Linked DNA regions of Rattus norvegicus: region 1 is linked to region 2. The links are chromatin contacts, called in public Hi-C maps. All regions are on one chromosome and are shown on one strand. The core of a region is the stretch at or near the end of the contact, and the rest is flanking DNA. Distances in the headings are between cores, read along the strand shown. Region 1 overlaps Dnm3 (dynamin 3). Region 2 overlaps Dnm3 (dynamin 3).

Region 1 (7,800 bases), core at 843-3,342, 140 kb before region 2:
TACCGGGAGTGGAAAGTGGGAATGTACCCATTCTAATTGCAATATAAAAATAAATTGATAAGGATATTAATGAACAGAGGCAAGACAACTTGCTGGGTCTCTCCATCAGTTGCCCAACAGCCATCCTCACGATTCCCTTGTCTGTATGATCAGACACTGTTTGTGTCTGACCAGGAGTGTTTGTGGGTGGAGCGGGCACCTTCACAGATGAGGCACTTAGTAGAAAGAATGTCACTATCCCACCTTCAGGGACTTGACTAGCACTTTCTGTCTCAGTTCATGAAGCAAAGTGAAAACCGATTTCCTTCAACCCAGAAACATGGGGACTATGCTGGGTTTCTCAGAATGGCTGCCATCAGTCTGGATGACAGAAGGGTTTCTGGGTGATTAATTTGCCTTATTAATGGAAATCGTTCTGTGACCTTGAGTGATGAGTGAATTCATAACAGAGCCTTTCTGACTAACCCGGCACATCATTTGTACCAAGTTTTCTGCTCTTGGAATTAGACTCTGAGTCCAAAATCTTAGTCCCTTTGCAAAAAGCAAATAACTGAAGTAAACATTAATATGACCATTGTCAACATGGTTGGAAGAATTACTTTATTAAAATGGCATTGCAGCTGCGGGGTTTAAGGTGCCACTGGGTACTACAGGCACCTTCTGTGCTGGTGGATTTCAGCCCATTTAACTCATAGGAAATATTCGAGAAATGTATATGCAGAGGTCATTGCTATAGAGATGCATGTGTTTGGACGATTCATTTTTTTGACCATTCATGTGGAACACTTGAAACCTTATTTAATTCTGGGTGTGATTCCTCAGTTTCATTTGGAGACTGTGGGTTGGGCCATAACTTTGGGGTGACCACCAAATGAGAAAATCGTCTTCCTATTTTACCTCTTAATCCTCATAATGACTTGGTTAGAGCGTGAGTACTGACCTCCTCATATACACTGATACCAGGGCTCCGAGTGGCCAGTAAGCTTTTGGGATACAGGCCTACGTAGCAAGGATTCCAGTCTGAGTAGATACTCCACCACTGGTAGATAATCAACCCAAGCAAGACAAAAGTGAATTGGCCAGATAAGCATAATTGCATCTGTGAATATGTTCATATCATGTGTCAGAATGAAAGCTGTGGGTTGTTTTTTTTTTTTTTTCTGTCTCTCTGCTCTTTCTGGACCACTCTTGTCTGACTTTGGCATGAACACATGGTCTTTGCCACTAGCAATCAATCTAGACTAAGTGGACTTCTTAGGATAATTCCCGTTAGTCCTTAGATTAGTAATTCAGTAACTCAGAAACAAGCTTTCCTTTTGTACCTTGGCCTTTTACCATTTCAGACCATACAGAGGCTGCAATTTGTTTGTGTTTGGTGATTTCCCTGTTGCCTGGGCATTCGTAATTGTCACTCATTTAACCCCCAGTATCATCTCATGGAGTCCATAGGGCTGACCTAATTTTCCTCATTTTATAACAGATAAAGCAAAGGTTAATGGATGGGATCTCTCTCTCTCTCTCTCTCTCTCTCTCTCTCTCTCTCTCTCTCTCTCTCTGTCTCTCTCTGCACGTGTGTGTGTGTGTGTGTGTGTGTGTGTGTGTGTGTGTGTTTAAATCAGCAGCCTTCAAATGTTTCTACTTGAGAAAAGATTCTAAGAGTCGAACAGTCTAAGAACAGCAAGTTGTCCAATAGGAAAACACAATGTTTCTTACCGTTCAGTGATGGATTATGGTTTGATTTAGGTTAAAAACCCCTATCACATAGCACACTTCAAGAAACAGGAGGTTATGAAAAGTTTCTTTCTTCCTCGTCTGCAGAGGCTGCATACCAACTCTTTGAATCATAGTTATTTCCCAGAGGAGTGAGGAACACGTTTCCAATAGCTGCATGGTTTGCGTTTGTGCAGAGGTTAAGAGGAGAAGCCTGGTTTCGTGGTAATGTCCTCGGTCCTCGGACCTTGGTCTAGAAAGCCCAGCTATTTGTGTATGTGGACATGCAGAGTCTTCTTTTAGAAATACCACAACACACAGCAGGCGTGCTTCCCAGCCACTGATGCAATACACCCCAGTATCAACTGAGAACGGACTGCCTGCTTACGCGCTTTTACAGAACAGTCTTTCCGTTGCCGGATGGTATTTGTACAGTATCTACAGAGTGTAGGACCCTTTCTGAGCTCCAGGGGAAACAGCTTGAACATCACTGCCTTCATAGACTGGACTGAGGTCTCCACACACCAAGACAAGCATGTATCAAGTTTCCCTCTTTATATAGCAGTTTTTAAGTATAGTAGACTTCTCAAAATACAGCCTAAAACAAGGTTCCTTTTCCACCACTTCTAAGCTGAGTTTGAGTTTGTTTCCTTTAACAGAAGTGATTTTAATTGTTGGCCCGTTTCCAGGGTGAAGAGAAATCCTTACGCTTCCCAGAATGATCAGATGAGAGTAAACAGAAAGGCTCAGCCCTTGAGTCTCTAATACAGCTCGTGATAAACCCTTTCTTGTGTTTGAAACACACACACACACACACACACACACACACACACACACACATAAACTTTACTAGCTGAGTGGATGTACAGACAGTGCTATTTTCTTATGTCCACCGTCAGCACCACAATATTAAGCAGAAGTGAACCACAAGTCTGTGCTTTCTTCTTTCATTACCCCCCCCCCCCCGAGTGAATTTATTTCCCTACAGAGGAGTTTTGTAGCTGTCTCGCTGTGGAAGTGGTGCCCAGCTCCAGGCCTGCAGACTGCCGACGCACAATTAATCTCACAAATTTATGAATGCCAAAGCAAGCGCCAAAATGAAAACAACTGGGGGAATATGTTTAAGGGAAATAACTGGACTTTGTCCAGATGTGCATGTGTAAAACATCACCCCTTAACTCCGCCTCCATATCCTGTCTGAGGACAGGATCCCCCCCCCTCAAAAATAAACTGGGGTTATTTGAAAGAAGTTGTGGTCTCTGACTGAAACGGGATAAGCAAAGCCAGGCCAGTCATGAGTGCGTGTGTGTTCCCGGTGCCTTTGTTTCTTAATTAACTCAGGGTCCTGATGAATCAGGCTGCCTCGTGGCTGTTCTTGGTAGCTGTCATCCAAGTGGAGGCACCACATTTCATGGCTGCAGACATAAGTGCTTCTTTCTTGAGTTTTTTCTTTTTTCTTTTTTTGGCTGTTAGGGACTGCAGCCTTTTACCACAAGAAACGGGCAAGGTTACCCTGAATAATGTGGGAAAGGTCTTTAAGGCAAGCAGTACAAGCTAGTCAGAGGTTAAGAGAAACGGTAAAGGCCTTTAAAGAAGCTTTTGAGATAGTTCCCAGTCAACGGAGGTAGATGAAAAGGAGGAGAGATGAAATTTCTCTTTAAGAAGCTTAGTTCAGTAGATGAAGCATAAAGGTGATGTTGGCCTTGTGTGCATGGCGTGAACTTTGGATGTCTATCACTGGTTATGAGAATCTGTAGGTTATGAGTCGTCATAAAGACTTGCGTTTCAATTGCTGTGCCTAAGAACAAGAATAAACAGGAAATGAAATGGCAATGGCCTGCTAAAGAATCTTCTATGTGGAGCACAGGGCCAACCCCTGGCCTGAGTGTCTGTACCCCTCTCTGCATGTGCGGTCACCAAAACTCCCCCTAGGAATAAATTCTATGCCTCCTTAGCCCAGAGTTCCAAAAGTAGATTCGTGATGTGTTAATCATGCCCTGATCCCTGTTTCGTGAATCACAGGCTGACTTTGAACCCACCACACAGCCAAGGATCGCTTTAAACTTCTGATCATCCAGCACTTACCACTATAATGCTGGGATTGGGGCACTACTCTATCTGACTCATGCATTGTATTGCTAAGGTTCAGACCCAGAACTTTATGTACACCAGGCAAGCACTCACCAACTGACCCAGGTTTCCAACCCAGGGAAACAACACAGAGGAGTCTGAATGCCCAATGTTTCATTTTGGTTCAGGAAGGTTTATGAGGCCTGGTTAAAGATGAGATGATTATGTATGTAAACATATGTTCATGTGTGTACATAGCATGTGAATGTATATGTACATAAACATGTATGCAATGATAAATAGCACTATACCTGTATTGTGTTTACCACTCTTCTCTGCATTGTCTCTAGACACTCCCTAGAGAGATACATTTCAGTTGGAGCCAGGAGAAGGTAGGAGCAGACCATGGTGTGTTGTTGCAAGGTCTGCCTTGGGGGGCTTATAGTAGGTCCATTGCCATTTATTTATATTTCAAACACAAATCATTCTGGACTTTTTAAACATATTGATATGTATCCACTTTATGAACATGTAATTCTTTGTTGTTGAAAACACTTCACATTATCCAGCTTAGAAAAACATTAGTATAAATTAAATGTTACTCTCATAATAAAGATTTGGTTAGTAAGTACTTAAAGTTATTTGTATGGTAGCTTATGAAATATGCAGCGAAGTCTCAAAACCCAAATGCAATGAAACATTATGTGTCCAGTCTGTTGCCTGGTAAGACATTGGTTGCTTAAAATTATATGCTTTTTGGTAATCACATTCAGATGCTTTCTTGTTAGAGATTTAGCAATGTAATGTATTAGTATTACTAATAATGAAACAGCAGTCATAGTAATAATAGCAGTGTCTGGGCCATTGGCTCAGTTGTATCATGTGGTTTAACTAATTTGCTTGTGGTGCATCAACTTTCCCCTATAAAGTATGGTCAGTATCACTCTCTTAGTCTTCTGAAAGGTATGGAAGCCATTATCTTTGTCACTATATCCTGCAATCACTGTTCACAGGTACCCACTCCTTCCACCCTTTAAATTGGTTCTTGCTCTAGTGATCTGTAGTTAAGAGCCTGTCTCCATCTACAGTGCCACCAGATGCCTAAGAGGAATCCCTTGTCCTTTCTTCATGTTATACTTTTCAGTAATTTCTCCAAGCTCATTGGATTTTGTATCTCAGCCCCACTGCCCCTTTCTTTTGTCTCCCTATTCCTGTGCCTGGCCTGAGGGTCAGTAGGGGCCTCTCACTGTTCCCCTCTCTCCTCAACCCTTACCCTTTGGGCTTTCTCACAAACAGCTCACTCCCAGGACAGTCTTAAAAGGATAAGACAGATCCTGTTACTCTCTTGCTTAAATCTGCCAGGAGCTACAGTTGCACGGGGGTTCAGTGTAGTCCTCAATCTGACTCCCACGACCTAACCCTCCCCCCACTGCTTCATCCAGGCCAGCTCTTTCCCACCGAGGGCCTACACACCCTCAGTGAGAAGATTGAACACAATTAGAACATTTTTCTCCCAGAATTTTCAGAATTCCCCTTCTAGTCCGAAGTCAGACCTCTCCTGTTAGAGTCCCCCGTGGCACTTTCTGATTTTCCCTTGGAACACTGATTCCAGTACGTAATCACTTACGTATCTAGGCATCTGTTCCTTAGTGTAAGCCCCAGGAGGTTAGGAGCTTTACTCCCATTGTTCACTACCAGCTCCAGAGAGCCACACGTATTGCCTGGAATGCAGAAGGTTCAAAAAATGGCACCACGCCAAGCTCTGGGAATGCAAAGCTAATTTTACCCAAGTCCCTGGTCTATGTGAACTCACAGTCATTTAATGAGAAAAAAACATGAACGAGAAAGGCTTGGAATCTCTCCATAGCTCAGAGAGGTTTTACAAAGATGACTTATAAAGATCAAGGAGGATAATTTATTTTTCTCACAGTCATACATAGGAAAGCAGCAGCAGCAGGACTTAAGAATCTCTCAGTTGGACGGACTGCTCACACACCAGGACTCCATTACCTCCGGCATTTGCAGGAAACCGGATAGATACAACCCTGAGCTGTGTCAATCATTAGAAAAGAAAAGTTGCCAGTTAGTTTTAAGACCTTCTGACCACCACTCCCTGCTGAGTGTGTGTGCAAATGCACGTGTGTGTGTGTGTGTGTGTGTGTGTGTGTAAGAGAGAGAGAGAGAGAGAGAGAGAGAGAGAGAGAGAGAGAGAGAGAGAGAGAGAATTTTACCTAGACAATAACTTCCTGATATAGAGAAAATGTGCCCTTAGAGGATATCCTACCCTTCAGCATACTTGAAGAGAACAAGGCGATGCCAAGTTTAAGGAGAGAGACTGAAATCTACTATGGATGTAGACATAAATAAGGACGAAGCTAAGAACTGAAGGAATGGTGCTTCCAGTTACTCTATGATAACTTCCAGAATCTTCCTATAAAGGACATTAAGAACAATTAAGAACCCAAACAATCCCAAGCATAGGGACATGGAATTTACACACGTAGTCTATATTTACCATCTCACAATAATATTTATTAAACAGGTAAAGACAATTGCTTCTTGGTGAAAAGGGTTAATTTATTTCCAACAATTCAGATTTCATAGTTTTTCTAAGATGTACCCACTGGATAGACTAGATCACATCTGTAAAGGAATAGTAGTGTTACTGCAGCTGGGAAGGGGGGAATTTAAAAAATAGGAAACCAGAGTTTGTTTAGAACATGGTTCTCAACCTGTAAGTCACCACTCACTTTGGGGTCAAATGACCATTTCACAGGGCTCACCTAAGACTATTGGAAAACACAGAAGTTTACACTATGATTCCTAACAGTAGCAAAATTACAGTTATGAAGCAGCAATGAAAATGATCTTATGGTTGGGGGTCACCACACCATGAGGAACTGAATTAAAGGGTCCCAGCCTTAGGAGGGTTGAGATCCACTGGTTTAGAAGTTGAAGCATTTTCATTACCACATTTAAATAATTGCCCTCAGTTATTTTAAATTAAATAGCAAGATGGGGAGAGTAAAGCCTGACCCCGAGAGGAATCTGAACCACTCTTTTAAATGAATTTCACTAGTTCTGTCAGACACCTCTCTCTTCATGTTATCAATTTAAAAAAGACAGATTGTTTTGGAAAATGTAAACCAAGCATAGAAGAAGTCAGCATAGATTTTAGGGAGCACGGGATCCAGGCTTTGGACTTAATATGTACCTTACACAATCCTTTGTGTCCCCCATTTACAAATGCAGACCCCAAATTTCTTTCTCCACAACCTTCCCTAATTGCTTCATGAGCCAAGATACTATAGCGCTGAGATGCAGTCTCCCCACTAGTCTGAGTAGCCCTTTTCCTCTGCAGACTCAAGGCCTCACAGTAAATTAATCCATGAGTTGTTTTCCTTTCAATAACAGAACAGCCAGAGAGTGCTAAGTATCTGCATGAAGACTAGAGGTGGTAAGAGAGTAATGGAGGGGACCAGGGAGGGAAGAGAAGAGACCGGAAGCTTTGCCAGTCTACATGTGGAGCAGATCTCTGTGTAAAGTGTCCTGGTTCCTAGAACAGTAAGTTCTGCCTTCCTCCTCCAGGGGCTTTGGAACCAAAGCTAATGTGGAACTGCAAGTGTCTCTTCACATGGCCTTATGTGTGTAGGTGACGAGATTGACAGGTCCCCCTCTTGCTGTGTGATTGCTTGAGATGAAGACTTCCAACATGCGCTTGAGCTCTTCGCTTTGAGAGTCTTCCTTCCACTTGTCCCAACTGTATTCTCTCCTTTGGGAAGTTGAATCAGAGGGAACAGAAAAGGTGATCGCTCATACAGGACAGAGGAAGAGACTCTTGGGTTTGAGAGAACCCTTTAGGTTGAACTCTGGATTTCCATCGGAACCATGTGGGTGGGGTGAGTTTGCTACTGAGTTCCACTTAATTCGTTCTATATGCTTGGCAGAGAGAAGCCTGAAATGAGAGCCAAATTCCCAAGGTCTCGAAGGGAAGTGACGTCACAGTGTACTGAGAACTGG
Region 2 (6,737 bases), core at 2,117-4,616:
GTATCTAGTATTTTTTTAATCATTATTTAAACCATCAGAAGAAAATGAGAACATAGCAATTTTTCCAGAACAGACTATATTTGTGAATAGTAAAACTCTAGGAGCATATAAATTAAAAACACATCATATGAAAGCACCCTGCCCTCTCTTATCCCCACCTTCTGTCCACTTCCTACTTCCTAGAAGCCCTTCTCCCATCTATGCATCCTATTGTTTTGTAGGGTGAGCTGCTGAGTTTAGCCAGAGCTCTCTGTGTATCCATGGGTGTGGAACTGTTCAGTGGAGCCTGATGGGCTCAATAGCAGGTATACAAACTTAGGACAACTACTCACCCTCTCCCAGCATCCATCAACAGCCAATAACTTCCCATGATCCAACCATGAGCACTCTTCCAATCCATGGCTGACTACCCATCAGCTCTATCATGTGTAGGCCCCGTACAAGCCACTAACTGTAGCTACTGTGGATTCATGATTACACTGTCTACATTAGGTTCAGAAGATGACCTTTCATAGTCCTTCTCTCTATCACTGAATTCTTTAGTTCCTTCCACCCCCTCCTTCCTTGATGTTCCCTGAGTCTCAGAAGATAGTGAAGTTAATTTCTTGTTTTGTTTTTGTGTTTAAACATCTGGGTCTTGCTGTGTAGGCCAGACTGGCAGTCTGGTGGCAGTCATCCTCCCTCTACCTCCTGGTTGCTTGGAATACAGATGTTTGCCACCATACCCACATTGGTACTGGTTTATGGTTGTAAAAATGTTTACCTAAAAACACTGAAAGTTCAGGGTCCTTATTCCTCCCTGGGCCTATACTAGTATCTTTCTGTTTTCTACTGGGAGGACTATGTACTCACTGTGACTCACAGGAAAAGATAAGGTTATTTTATCTTAGTCTCTAATAAAAGAAACCAGCAGTCCTTGGAGATATTCCAGGAGTGGAGTTGAGGAGTACAAGACGGGTCTGGACTATCTCAGAGTACTGGAAAATAAGGAAGTGCTCAAACATTTATAGGAGGACATGTGAAAAGGATACTGGAGTCAAACATGAAGGAGGATCCTAGTGACTAGAGCTGGGGTGACGTTATTAGCAAGGTTGCCATCACTGTGGATTATGAGCCAGCAGCTGTAAACAGAAGTAGCCATACACCAGCTGACAACAGAATAGTAGAAGGAAAAGCTCCTAGTCACCAAAGGTAATCCACTTCATAAACTTAGAGAAATTTAAGAATTGTCATTTGCAACATTTCACAGTTATTAAATTTCACAGTGAGTATTAAAATGAGGAGGTGAAAGTCGAATAAGAAACGGAATATTCACACTCCCAAAATACGACCCATAAAATAAGTTTCGAAGAGAGACAGAATAGAAACTTGGCAGGGGATAAAACTTGGAAGGCACCATCTTAACCAAATCACCAAAGTCCCTGATAGTGGCAGGACAGATAGACACCACAGGTTTCCCGACAGCACAGAGAATGACACACCATCTATGTGATTTATTTTCTCAACAACAAAAATACAATTACATAAGTTGACATTAGTACTAACTAAATCCAACCAAGGGGCACTGTACAAAACAGATGATCAGTCCTCTTCGAAGCCTAGTGTGAGTGTGATGAACAGACACTGAGGAAGAACACAAACTAAACAGGTATAGCATGCGTGGACATCCAGAACCGGATTCCGAGTGAAGGTCAGTCAGGACATCAGTCTCGTGAGCATGGTAGGGAGTTCTACAAGATGCTCACATTTGAAAAGATGCACAGAAACTCTGTGTTGATTTTGGAGACCATAGATAGAACTGAAGTACTCCAAAATGTATGTTTGCTCTCTTGCTTGTTTACAAAACAAGGTTACCACACTTCCCCACAGCCTCTCCATCATCCTGTCAGGAAGGCCAGTTGTTGACTTACTACCTCTCCAGATCTGCCCAGAGACCTCAGCGCGTGGCTTCCACACACAGCCAAGTTAAGAGGAAGGAAACCATTGAGTTTCAGTTTGAAACACAAGGTTCCTACTGTGTTGAATGAGTGGGGCAGAGGCTATTAAAAGGCCATCTTTTTCTCCCTCCCACTCCTCTCCTCCCTCAGCTTTCTGCTCACATCCCAGACTGCTTTTAATCTCATTGGGAGGGTGTATAGGGAGAAAGAAAGAAAAAATGATAATGAATTGCTGTGTTCCTTGGCACGTGGATAACAGTTCCCTTCCAGGGATTCAGGAATACAAATGAGGTGTTTTAAATCTTGCAAACTTGTGCGTGCGTGCGTGTGTGTGTGTGTGTGTGTGTGTGTGTGTGTGTGTGTGTGTGTTGTGTTTCCTCAGGAAAAATATCTTACACAACACTAGGATAACTAAAGTATTTTGACATGTGACATAGAATTCTTCCCACAGATCTTTCTGCCAGACCAGAGACACCCTTCAGGTGCTATGTGCTTAAAACTGAATTTATTCTGTAGATCAGGTCGGCCTCAAACTCAGAGATTTCCCCTGCCTCTGCCTCCTGAGTGCTTGGATTAAAGGCAGCTCTACTTTTCATCTGTTGCCTTTCCTACCCCTTACCCACCAGCACATCCATCCTAACGTGCTCTTCCTACTAAGGGGAGTAAGTGGATAGGGTATCACTTGAAATAGGAGGCTACACTTACTACCACATTCAGAGAGTCCTAGCACGGGTGATTTGTTTCTGCATTTGCACCAACTACAGGGACTCTCGGAAGTGAAAGTGGGACATTTCCTTGAGCCAGACTCATGTCACCCAGGGGTTCATATGAGCATCTCTGCCAGTTGTAAGTTCTTGAACTCCATCCTTTTCGTTGGTAGTTATTTGCTGCTCAGAGTCCCAGAGAGCCACACCCTGGGGCTGGCGTCTAACAATCTCCCACCCCCTTGCCGAGCCACTTTAGAAAGAGTGTGAACACCACCCTGTCTGTCAGAGCTGGTGCTTTACCACCTCCATCTAAGGACTGCATTCCATGTACAAATACATTCATTGAGCTCTCTCGCCACATTGCAGCATCACAGAGTAACTGACTAGTAAAAACAGGAAGAGGTAAAGATGTAAACTGCCACTTTAGAAGGACGATACCAATTTTTAAAAATCTATTAACATAAAAGAAATGATTATTCCTGAATGAAATGTTTAGAAGCCAGTGAGAAGGGGGGAAAAGAGCCAAGCCGTTTTGTTTTGTTTTGTTTTGTTTTGTTTTGTTTTGTTTGTCCACAGCTGGGTGAATGAGGAAATGCTTTTTGTAGCAAACTCTGACTGCCAAGATGTGTTCAGCATTATCCAAGCTATCTCACAGGATGTGACTGGGTTTAGCTGTGTCACAACAGCTCTGCGTTCTTATTCTGGCCAAATGTCTGTGCAATTCTCAGGCAGCTCCCTCCCGCCACCAGAAAGCAGCAGTGGCAACAACCCCCAAGACCACACCTGCCCTAGGCAGCCGGAATGTTGGCTGGAAGCCTGTCTCCATCCAGCCTTGCTTTTACCAGGGAGTCGCTCTCACTTTGATTCATGGTTTCTCACAAACAGCTCAAGACTGCCTTTGTAAGATAACACAAGTCTTAGGAGTGAGAATGGAATCGAACCATCTGTAGCTCTTTCTTTGATATAAAAAATAAATAAGAATTTCCACACTCATATCCTCGTTGGGTCCCCCATCCCAACCCAACGCCAGCACATACTGCAGAAACGGTGAATGAGACCCCAGATAGAGCAGTGGGGAGTTGATCTCAGGGCTCATGATTCACTGCCTACCTCTTTCATCCAGTGTATTTTCTAGACAACCCTGGCCTCCTGTCACTCCCATTAATCACAGGGCCCAAGCAGAGTCCAGCAGGGTGCCCCTCTTATGACTCAGACAGGGTCTGGGGCATCACAAGATTCCCATTAAAAGTGAGATGGGGGTCTTGACTTCTCATTCATTCCCACAATGCACTTCATCAGCATCCAGCTACACGCTCCTTCTGTGAGCAACTGGCGCTGCTGGGTGTTGATGTTGGTTTTGGCTCGCTGCCTCCCAGAGCAGCCAGCCATTGTGTAAGCAAGTCTGTCTGAATTGCTCTGGGGCTAACTGCCTTCTTAGAAGGCCTCTTGCCGTTCATTATTTAGCCAGCAAGTCATTGCTATTATTAGCTTTGAATTCCTTAGTCTACACTTTCTGCTCACTGAGATACTGAAGTGTGGATAATCATCACCCAACCAATTGTTAAATGCCTCCCCCAGCCCTTTCTATTATTTGCGTTCAAATTATTTGATGTTCAAAACCAGTAAAACACTCAGGAGCTTACGATTTGGAATATGGGGGGTTAGTAACTAAACTCCTTCTCGTGCTCTTTCAGAAACTTCTCATGTATGCGCCATCTTACTTTGTAGGCACGATATGGTCTATTCAGAAAAATGAAAAGAGAAAAGAATGAACAGCATTAGGTAGTTCTTGGCAGTCGGTCAAAGCCAGCATTGTGGGGAAGGTCTTTGTATGAGCAGCAACTGTGCATTTCTCATGACCAGGGAGAGCTATTTGCACAGTCTTTCACGGAAATATTTCTAGACAGTTTCTGTGGCTCTCCTCCCTGAGCTCATGCATTTGCTTCTGCTTCAGAGCAAGGATATTTAATGAGCCTAGTTTTATAGCCCAACTTGCGCCCTGTACATACTACAGGACCAGATTCCTGCCGCATGTAACCTTTGCCCTATTTGCCATTAAAGCACAAGGCTTTCCTATAACCAACTTTATACTGTGACTGGGGATGAGGTGGGGGTAGGGGGTAGGGGGAATGCAACTAATTCTGCAGTCCACCCTTCAGCCCATAGAAATGAATGTTTTAAAAATGTTGTTACTTTATACTTTTAAAACTAGGGCACACATTAACATTACGACAGCCAGCCCCCTTCTTTTAGTAAGGTGTTTATTTCATATTTCGTCCTTTGACCTAGACCAAAAAGATCACATGCGTCAGAGCAAACAACTCATTTGGCCTCACTTCTAGTCCAGGGAGGCATGTTCAAAGATAAACCCCAAATTACTTCAGAAATAGAAACTTAACGAAAAAAAAAATGAGAGACATCATTTTCTGTCTCCAGTCTTACTAATAATTTTCAGCCCTGGAAAATCCTCTGTGTTTTCCTTTTAAGACATAGGGTCCTGGGGTTGGGGATTTAGCTCAGTGGTAGAGCTCTTGCCTAGCAAGCACAAGGCCCTGGGTTTGGTCCCCAGCTCCAAAAAAAAGAAAAGGAAAAAAAAAAAAGACATAGGGCCCTGCATATTCTCATACGAAGTAGGTAAACAAACAAAGAAAAATTTGCCTTATTTTTCCTGTGGGTTCTGCTTTTGGTGTTCCATCAGTTTTTCTTGCTATCTGCTAAACATTTAAACTCTCCCTTTCATTTGAGCTGTAGAGCCCCAAACAGGAAGCAGGGACCCCTGGCAGGGTCTGGGCAGGAGAACAAATGAGCCATTGTCCAGAAGAAACACCTCCCTCTTGGCCCTGCAATCCCCTGGCCTCTGCCTTTTTAACTATGCATTTAAGGTAGTCTGTAGTTCCTCAGACACCTGGCTCTTTTTCTGCCCTACTTATTTCAGCCAATCTGTCCTCATCTCATAATCCTGTTTACTTTCTCTTCTTAAGGACAAGGAGGGTACTCTTTAAAACAGAGTGAAGTAAGTTCAGGGCAAATGAAAGGAAATGTACTTCATACGGGCAGGTTATAAACTTGCGGAACTCATTAGTTTCAAAAGGTGGGACTGGCAGGAAGCGTAAAGGAATTCAAAAACATTTTAGCCAGATTTATGAAAAAGAGCCATAAATGGCTACTAAGAATACCAGGGCTGTGACCAGCTTTTACAACTGAAATCCCACAGCTGCCTCAAGTGCTCCCGTGGTCATCTCTGGAGACCTACTGGAACGGCTGGACTCAGATGCAGCTCGCAGCGGGGTTTCCAAAGCACCCTGTGTCTCCTTAGCACTTGTTCTCAGTCTCACTGGATCTTAGCGAAACAACCACTCTACCCATACGTGTACACACACACACACACACACACACACACACACACACACACACACACACACACACACACACACACACACACACACACACACGGAACTGTTCCGAAGAAGGCAGCTTTCTTTTTAGAGGAAAACTTGATTTTTCCTTTTCTGTTCAGTCATCTGCCTACCACAGTGCCAAGGTTGGCTGTCTGGGAATGGAGAGGCCTGTACAGTGGAAACTAGCTGAGATCACATTTGGATCTTAAACCGTACATACTAACTTTTATGTCAACTCAGACCCTTCTTTTTCCTGGGGATTTTTTTTCTCTTTGGCCCAAGATCATAAATAGCAATTTTTATTCCACTCTATACAAAATCTTCAGGAGAACCTCTCATCATTTAAGCTCTTCCCAGGCTGTCTCCTTACTGCCGAGAACTGGAGCACTCTTTAAAACTGACGGCATCCCATACTTCCTCCAGGCCAATTATCACAGCCTCTGTGGATAGAGCTCCAGTATCCTGTTTTCTTCAAAATCACCTAGGTGATCCTCCCAAAAACAAAGTTGAGGTCCTGGTCTGACAGGTGTTAGGGTTTCCCTCAGAATATCTTGGCAGATCATGGCCAAGGTATGCTAAAAAGATCACACCACACAACAGATCTCACACAAAAGACTCATTGGGAGTTGGGGCGCAATCTCAGAGTAGGGATAAAAGAGAGACAGAGACAGACTGACAGACAGAGCAAGAGCCCA

Evidence for each region. Hi-C and Micro-C count contacts between places; a contact is called where the count stands out from the background.
Region 1: a Hi-C map of liver shows a contact between it and region 2, with 2.0 times the contacts expected there. The contact joins two enhancer-like sites. A contact is called at or near these places in 2 of 12 Hi-C or Micro-C datasets (liver and mammary epithelial cells).

What each region holds. Positions count from the first base shown.
Region 1 is chr13:77,080,168-77,087,967 of GRCr8, reverse strand. All of the region lies in intron 15 of Dnm3 (dynamin 3), which reads left to right. Among named protein-coding and RNA genes, the nearest start is that of Mir199a2, 32 kb to the left of the region's middle. Within about 2 kb of position 2,092, at least 20 of the 93 cell types and tissues checked have an H3K27ac peak or open chromatin away from gene starts, as enhancers often do. A contact at or near this core is called in liver, where this site is marked.
Region 2 is chr13:76,942,525-76,949,261 of GRCr8, reverse strand. All of the region lies in intron 17 of Dnm3 (dynamin 3), which reads left to right. All of the region lies in intron 3 of LOC102554129 (a long non-coding RNA gene), which reads right to left. Among named protein-coding and RNA genes, the nearest start is that of C13h1orf105, 56 kb to the right of the region's middle. Within about 2 kb of position 3,366, at least 56 of the 93 cell types and tissues checked have an H3K27ac peak or open chromatin away from gene starts, as enhancers often do. A contact at or near this core is called in liver, where this site is marked.